Linked DNA regions of Anser cygnoides: region 2 is linked to region 1. The links are chromatin contacts, called in public Hi-C maps. All regions are on one chromosome and are shown on one strand. Each heading gives the region's core, a stretch centred on a gene start, on an enhancer-like site or on the middle of the called end of the contact. The rest is flanking DNA. Distances are from core to core; before and after follow the strand shown. Region 1 overlaps SLC7A10 (solute carrier family 7 member 10). Region 2 holds the start of LRP3 (LDL receptor related protein 3).

Region 1 (3,578 bases), core at 1,039-3,538:
AGCTACGCGAGGGAAATACAACACCCACCTCTTCCTGCTTGCGCTCTTCCTTCCTTCCCCTCTGGAGAGCAAGGACTGCGGCGGGAGGAAGGCAGGAGGATGTGCCCAGCCAGTAATGGAGCAGAAAGAAAGGTGGGGGGCCAGGCCGGCTGCTTCCTCCTGCAGCGAGCTGCTCCGGCGGCTGAGCAGGAGGATGTCCAAATTTAACTCTTGTGTAAATAACAGGGGGAAGGGAGTAATCACAAACTGGAGGTCACTCAGATGGGATGCAGGCAGGAGCAGTGCCAGGACTGGTATGGGTACCTCTGCCCTTCCCTTTCCTTTCCCTCTGAGACCTACAAGTTTTAGAACTGACATTTTTCTTGGTTTGTATAATTCTGTTCCTTCCCTGATTCTCTGTGAGGAAACAGCCTCCCTTGATGGGTGCTTGGGTGTTGCTTTTGGGACCAGAAGTGCTTTTTATGCACTAAAAAAAAAAAAAAAGTCAGATAAGGAATCATGGCAGCTTGTGCTGAAGGAATGTCCTGATGCAATTGAGTTGCACAATGATTTTCAGAGTTAACAGATTTGTTCTGGGCCTTCCATACTGGGAAGCTACGTGGCTGGAATGGAGTAGGCAAACCTTTCAAGAAGATGGATGAAGAGTTAACGTATTGCTAAAGCATACATAATACTACATAATGATGACATTTATGAATTTTTTTTGGTCATAGTTTCTACTGGTGACTGAAGTGTCACAACGCTCTAAAAACAAATAAGCATTTCTGGAAGACACTAGTTATGCCCTGTTCAAGAACTGCAGCAACCTCTGAATTGAAGCTGAAAAAGAAATAACTCCCTAGGAGCTTAAAAACTGTCCTGACGAAATCCCTCATAGTGCTGCGTACTACTTGTACGTATGAAGACCTTAAGTTACAAGGACACTTAAAGATGATCCCCTACCTGCCAGCACAACACCAGTATATCCCTATTTTTCACAGATCAATGCACCTGGAAATAATGCAGTTTTGGAAGGAGCCAGTGGTATTTTGGGGAATATACAGAATTTGGGACATTCTGCTGCTCGTCTCAATAGACCTGTAGGTTTTAACTTCCTGCTTGGGAGGGGACAGCATTCCTGCTCTGGCAACCCCAGTGCTGAACTGCCTGAACACCCCACTGCTGAGCCCCTGACCCACCCCGTGCCTGCCCCTGACCAGCGCTCTCGTGTTCAAGTAGCTCCTGCTACTTTTGGTAGCAAGCAGTGAATGCAAATGCCCATCCTTCAGTAAGCTGTGTGCAAGTGTTTCCACCTCCATGTGATTTTTGTCACCTTATCATTGTGTCATTATGTGTAGAAAGGAGAAAATCCCACCACAGCATGATATCCCAAGTGGTAACAGACAAGAAATTGAGAAAATCTTCAAGCTCACGTGCAGTGCAGTATCTCTGGAGGTCCCTGAGCACTGAGGTGCTTTCAGGCTGTCTTCATGCCTGGGTTTTCTCTACCTGCTCAGGTACTTTGGCTGTAATGGGAAGATCTGTGGTGGGCTGGAAAGAGGGGGGAAATGGAGAGATCAGTGGCTGGAAGCAGTGTCATCAGGCCATGACATTGAACCCAGGGGAGAGAGAGTTGAGTGCTGGTGAGGTGCGACCACAGTGACAAGGTGGCAGCAGTGATAAAGTGCAGTCTAAATGCACAGACAGAAAGTTGGCAGCTTGCTGTGCTTTTAGATGTGCGCATTTGGCCTTGACAAAGCCCTGACTCACTCCGTGCTTTGGGTTTCCATCCCAAGGAGAGGGCATTGCTCAGCACTGAGAGCCTGAGCACGGGGTGGCAGAGAGCCTGCTGACAGCAAAAAACTGTGGCTTGGACCCAAAGAGCTGAGGAGAGGAGAGATCTGTGGCACAGCACATCTTGGAGTAACACCCTCCTGCTATGGCAAGACCTCCAACACAGCTCTCCTTGTGCATGAGGCTGCGTTACACCAGGAATAGCCAGTACGTCATTTAGTCAAGGTTAAATTGAGGTATAGCCATCTGTAGGAGCAGGACAGGAGGAACTGGCAGCCTTCTGGAGGCTCATTTCATGCAAACATTCACTGAAATTTTTGGTTAAATTAAGTAGTTATATTTAAAAATCTAATGTCCTTCATCGGTGAGTATAAGGCAAAACTCTGTTCCAAACTCATTAGGATTTCCTATTATTTTGCTCACGCAACATGTGCTAAAGTCGTATCAGCTGGAGTGGAAGTGCTACGCCCCTTCTGACAACAAAATGTTCTTATGGAAACGTGCCATGGATATGGCAATGTGCCTGGGAAGTACCTTCGCTTCACTCAGTGTAGACGTGTTTAAAAATAGATATGGTGGAGATACTGAAATGCTTCAAGAAGAGGAGATGCCAGAAACTGCCTGATGAGAAGCAGAATTTTAAGGAGGTACCTTGTTCTTAAGCCAGTAGATTTAGCAGTAAGGCAAATGCTTTACCCACAAATAGGTATTTCTAAGCAAACCCTGGTCAGCAAGAACTGAAGGGAATTTGGAGAGCAATTCCACAGCGAGAACAAAACTGGCTGTGCGGTGCCGGGAGAGTCGCATTACTGAGCTCACTGTGTCAGGGATAATTTGTTCCAGCTTTACTACTGCTGGTACTCCTGATACTCACTACATTTATTTTGTTCTTCTGAGAAGTGAATAGGTGGAAAAAAGGAATTCTTTCTTGTAAAACAGTCACACTTTCCACTCCTCTGTGGCCTTTGCTAGAGCTTCTTGCAGCAAAGCTACATATTCAAACCTAAAGGAAACTAATGCTTAAATCACATGTATTCATGTCTTATAATACAGAATAAGATCTTTAGATCCATGCATATGTATGTTTATATATATAAATTCCTTTTGGAAATAATATAGCCTTAACCTTGACTGGGAGATATCAGCCAGGTACTGGGAAGCTGTGTGACCAATTCCAACAAACCAGCACTAAGCAACTACAACAAACACCACCTCAACTACCAAGGCTGAATCATGAGCTTCCCATGTGGGCAATGTTCCCCCCACCTTCGGATCAATCCAACAGAGGGGCTGATGCATTCACACAGCACAACAACTTGGGCAAAGCCCGTGAATACACACTTGTGTTGCTGTGCACCCCTCGCTTGCTCCAGGTGCTCAGTGCATTTCACCAGCCACAAAAGCAGAGGATAGAATGAGGCTGAGCCATCTGAAGTGGGGTAAGTGAAGTGTGATGGAAATCAAGGGCTGGGACTTACAGCAAACATGTCTGAAAGGAAGACTTTACCCCTGAATGTGTCCAGGAGTGTAGGACGTGACTGAGCAGGTATGATTTGCTAGGAGCTGAAATTTGAGTGAAAAGTGCAAGAGATAATGGCTTTTTTGCACTTGCTGAGCTATGCCGTGAGGAGAAGCAGGGACAGCCTATTGAGAAGGGACAAATGATGATAAAGAACATACCAGAAGACAATCACAATGTAACACTTCTGTTTAATTGCTTTGTTCAGGGTAAGGCATGTTTGTTACTGCAGTGGCAACGGCAGAAGAAATATTTTTAGCCTTTTTTCATATTATGCAGTGTGAAA
Region 2 (3,608 bases), core at 874-3,373, 54 kb before region 1:
AAAGGTTTCTGCTGAGTGGATTAATTTTAAACAAGATACAGTGCCATGAGAGTAGCTCTGTGGAGTGGTTTTATTGTAGACACGTTTAAAAGAATTTGTTTAACTGAGATATGTGTTTAAAACTGCACTCATGAGCTTATGGGCAAATGAAGATCATAGTTCTAATTAATATTTTAAAACTGTACAGCACCCCAGGCAACTTAAATATGCTTTTCTCTCCTCTTTTAATCATATAAACATTTAGAGTTGTACAGCTGTTTTCCTAGGTGAGGCGTGCATAATTAACAAATACCTGAAATATCTGAATGGGTACCTGGGTGTACATCAGACAGGCATTGTGTGTGAGAAGTGTCATCTTTTACACGCCTGAGGGAGGACCTGGGACAGGGCTTGGAAAACCCGGCCCTCCACACAGCCGCTTGCTTCCCTCGCCACGCTCAGTGCTGTTATTCCGCAGGATCATTAGCACTCTTGCACATGGCCTTATCTTTAACCTGACTTGGGCAGTACCTGATCTAAACCTGACTCAGATGACAATGGAAGTAGCACAAAGCTTTCAATGTGTGGTAGCACCTATAACTTATTTTGTTGCATCTTTGTGAGAATCTTGTTTGCAGTGAGGGTGCTACTAAACGGTGATGTTTGCTGGTAGCAAATGCCTGGGCTTTATCCCGGCATCCCGTTTCCTCTTACAAATGTTTGTTGCTTTTCACATTCGTCCTCAGACCATGGCGCTTTTGACAGGCTCACTCTGCCACGTCTCATCAGAGCGAAGAGCTGGACCCAGGCCCCAAGACAACTGAATAACTGAGTGGGTTTCTGTGACTGCACAGTGCCTGACGCTGCTTGAAGGGTAGGGAGCTATAGCCGGTGCTAGTGACTTCACACATCTCTCATTAGTGCAGTCAGAGCCTAATGTCGAGTGGACAACCCTTAAATATGAATTTTACTTATTGCATTATTTTAGGGGGAAGCTGGGTAAAAATAGATGTTATTGTTTTGTGTTGCTGATTATATTAATCAATTTTTAATACAATGGGAGAGTTTCTGTTGTAAATAGTATCCCCGCAGACTGTATGCCTGCTGTCTCTCATGGTACAGCCATAGGATGCAAAGATGCAATTTTTTTCAAGCAGGTAGGGAAAACTTCCTGTGTTTGTAGTGAAATACTGCAAGACCTCACCTCTGCCCTGGAAGATTACACCATGCCAGGTGGCAGAGCCCTCATTTGTGCAGGGTAAGGAATGGTGCTGTCACAGAGTTCTGTGTTGGTAGCTGTGGGCTGAGGTAAGGCGCTGCTCAGCAGGCTGCACAGCTCGCGGCAGGGCAGGCCTCTTGGGGCTTTGCACCTTCAAAGGGAGCAGCTCTGCGGGAAGATGTGGGCTGTTGCCGGGGCTCTGGGGAGGGTGGTGAGCACCTGCCACTTGGAAAACGGGGGAAAGTTCAGGGAATCTCTGAGGTAGAGTTGGTTCATTTCTGTAATTGTTTGCCTGGACAAGATTCTTTCATCATCCCTTATTTTGCTATTCAGCTCATGAAGCTCCCAGTTAACTTTGTGGTCCTGCTGCTCCTCGTGAACTTGTGAGACTTTCCCCCGTGCCTTTGTCCGTTTTCAGGGGAGCACTACGGCCTTACAATGCTCCCCTTGACCCCAGTGCGCTGCGGAGCCTCGCTCCGTTCCCTACACGACCAGCTCACTTCAGTTTCGCCCCCGGCAGGCCGGGAGGCGTCTGCGTCCCGTCCCCCGGGGGCACGACCCGCGGAGAGAGCGCGGCCGGGAGCGGGGAGCTCCGAGGGAAGGGCACGGCAGGCCGGGGCCAGCCCTCTACAAGGGGACTGCCGCCCCGGGGGCAGCTCGGCGAGGAAAGGCCGGGCCTCGCCGCCTCAGCGCGGCTCGGGGCCGCTCCCCCGGCAGGGGGGGCCGGCGGGGCGCTGCCTCCCGCCGCGGGGCCGGGGGCTCCTTACAGCCCCCCCCGGCGGGGAGGGCTCGCCATGCCGCCGGGCGCCTCGGCGGCGCGGAGCGGGCCGAGGCGGGGGCCGCGGGTGCCTGACAGGAAACCCGGCGCTGCGCGGGCGGGCTCGGCCCTCGCCTTCCCTTCCGCCGCGGGCTGCGCTCCGCCTGCCGGCGGCCCCTCAGGTGTGCGCGGCGCGGCGCGGAGCGGGGCAGAGCGGGGCGGCGCAGCGCTCCCCTCGCCCTCCGGCCCGGCCGCCGCCGCCGCTACCGCCGCCGCCTCCCGGCGGGCCCGTCACGTGGGGCGGCGGCGCTGCAGCTGCGGTCCGTCCTCCTCCACCTGCCCCGCAGCGCCGGCCGCGGCCATGGGGCTGCGGCGGGAGGCGCCCGCCCCACTGCCGGCTCCCCGGGCGGCGCGGCGGGCCGGCCCCGCCGGCGGCTCGGCGTAGAGGAGAGGAGGGAGCGGAGCTGCCGCGGTTCCCCCGTCCCCGCTCCCCGCCGCGCTGAAGGGCAGGCAGGCGGGCGGGCGGGCAGGCGGCGACCCGCCATGGAGAAGGCAGCGGCCGCGGAGCTCCGGCAGGGCGCGCTGGTGCCGCTCACCGCCATCTGCCTGGGTGAGTGAGAGAGCGAGTGAGTGAGCGGCGGGGCAGGGCCGGCAGCGGGGCGCTGGGGGCGCCGGCACCTGCGGGCCCCGGGGTGTGGGGAGCACGGGGGGTAGCGTCTGGGTGTACCCCCCCCATGTCCCCGTCCCCGCTCCCCGCAGGGACTCGGGTCCCTCCCGCCGGAGGGAGCCTGCCCCGTGCCCTCGGCCGCGGAGCCCGTGCGGTAGCCCCGCGCGTCGCTTCAAAAATCAACCCAAAAAGTTTAGGCGCCGCCGGTGCCTCCGGCAGGCTGAAACTCGGGGGCGGGCAGCGGCTCCTGCCCGCGGAGCAGGGCGGAAAGGCGTTATTTCCCTCGTCCCCTGCCGTGCTCCGCTCCCCTCCTGCCCTCCCGGCCGCTCGGAGCCAGCGCTCCCCGCCGAGCAGGTGTCGAGCGGCGGCGGCGCGATGAGACGGCTCCCGGCTGCCGGGCTGGCAGCCCCTGCCCGCACCCAGGGGGTTCGTTCATCGGGCTGGAAGCGTTGAACGAGCCGAAGAGAGGCCGCCCGGAGGCACCAGGGCCGGGCACGAAGCGGGAGCTGTTGGACCGCTCCGCTCCTGCCCCAAGTGCCGCTGAACCTGAAGCGCAGCGGGGCTGGGGCTGCCTGCGGCTCTGCCGACAGCTGGCTCCGACAAACTGCTATGGCTCGCGGGAGAAAGATGTGCAAAACCCACTGCTGTTCGCTAAGAAAGCGGATTAGAGTGCATTTTTAATAATCCCTGAGATAGGTGGTGTCCCTTACGTAAACCATCAGAAACGGGTGCCTGTGGCTGGGCTGCTCGCTCTGGTCTTGTACAAGTTCTTTTGACATCAGTGCTTGCCTCGGAAAAGGTAGAAAGTTAAAAGCTGCTCTGGTTACTACAAATATATCTATTTTGACTAACGGAAGTACAACCTAAAAAGCTGTCTGAACTACTAAGTTTGAACAGGGGCTGTAGCTGCTGTTACTTTTCTGCAGAGGCTTAAAGGGATGTCAGAAGTGTGTGCAGCATGAGGGTAATGCCTGCTGTACTGTTTA

What was found. A called contact is a pair of places that touch in the nucleus more often than the background predicts.
Region 2: a Hi-C map of granulosa cells shows a contact between it and region 1, with 1.6 times the contacts expected there. The contact joins the promoter of LRP3 here to the enhancer-like site in region 1. A contact is called at or near these places in 3 of 7 Hi-C or Micro-C datasets (granulosa cells and liver).

What each region holds. Positions count from the first base shown.
Region 1 is chr12:11,090,776-11,094,353 of Taihu_goose_T2T_genome, reverse strand. The region is part of intron 1 of SLC7A10 (solute carrier family 7 member 10); the gene reads right to left. The region is part of intron 4 of LOC106033218 (a long non-coding RNA gene); the gene reads left to right. Among named protein-coding and RNA genes, the nearest start is that of SLC7A10, 20 kb to the right of the region's middle. Within about 2 kb of position 2,288, at least 1 of the 3 cell types and tissues checked has open chromatin away from gene starts, as enhancers often do.
Region 2 is chr12:11,144,483-11,148,090 of Taihu_goose_T2T_genome, reverse strand. It overlaps LRP3 (LDL receptor related protein 3), which reads left to right and starts at 2,123. Exons shown (of 6, transcript XM_048068839.2): 1 at 2,123-2,565. The coding sequence starts at 2,499.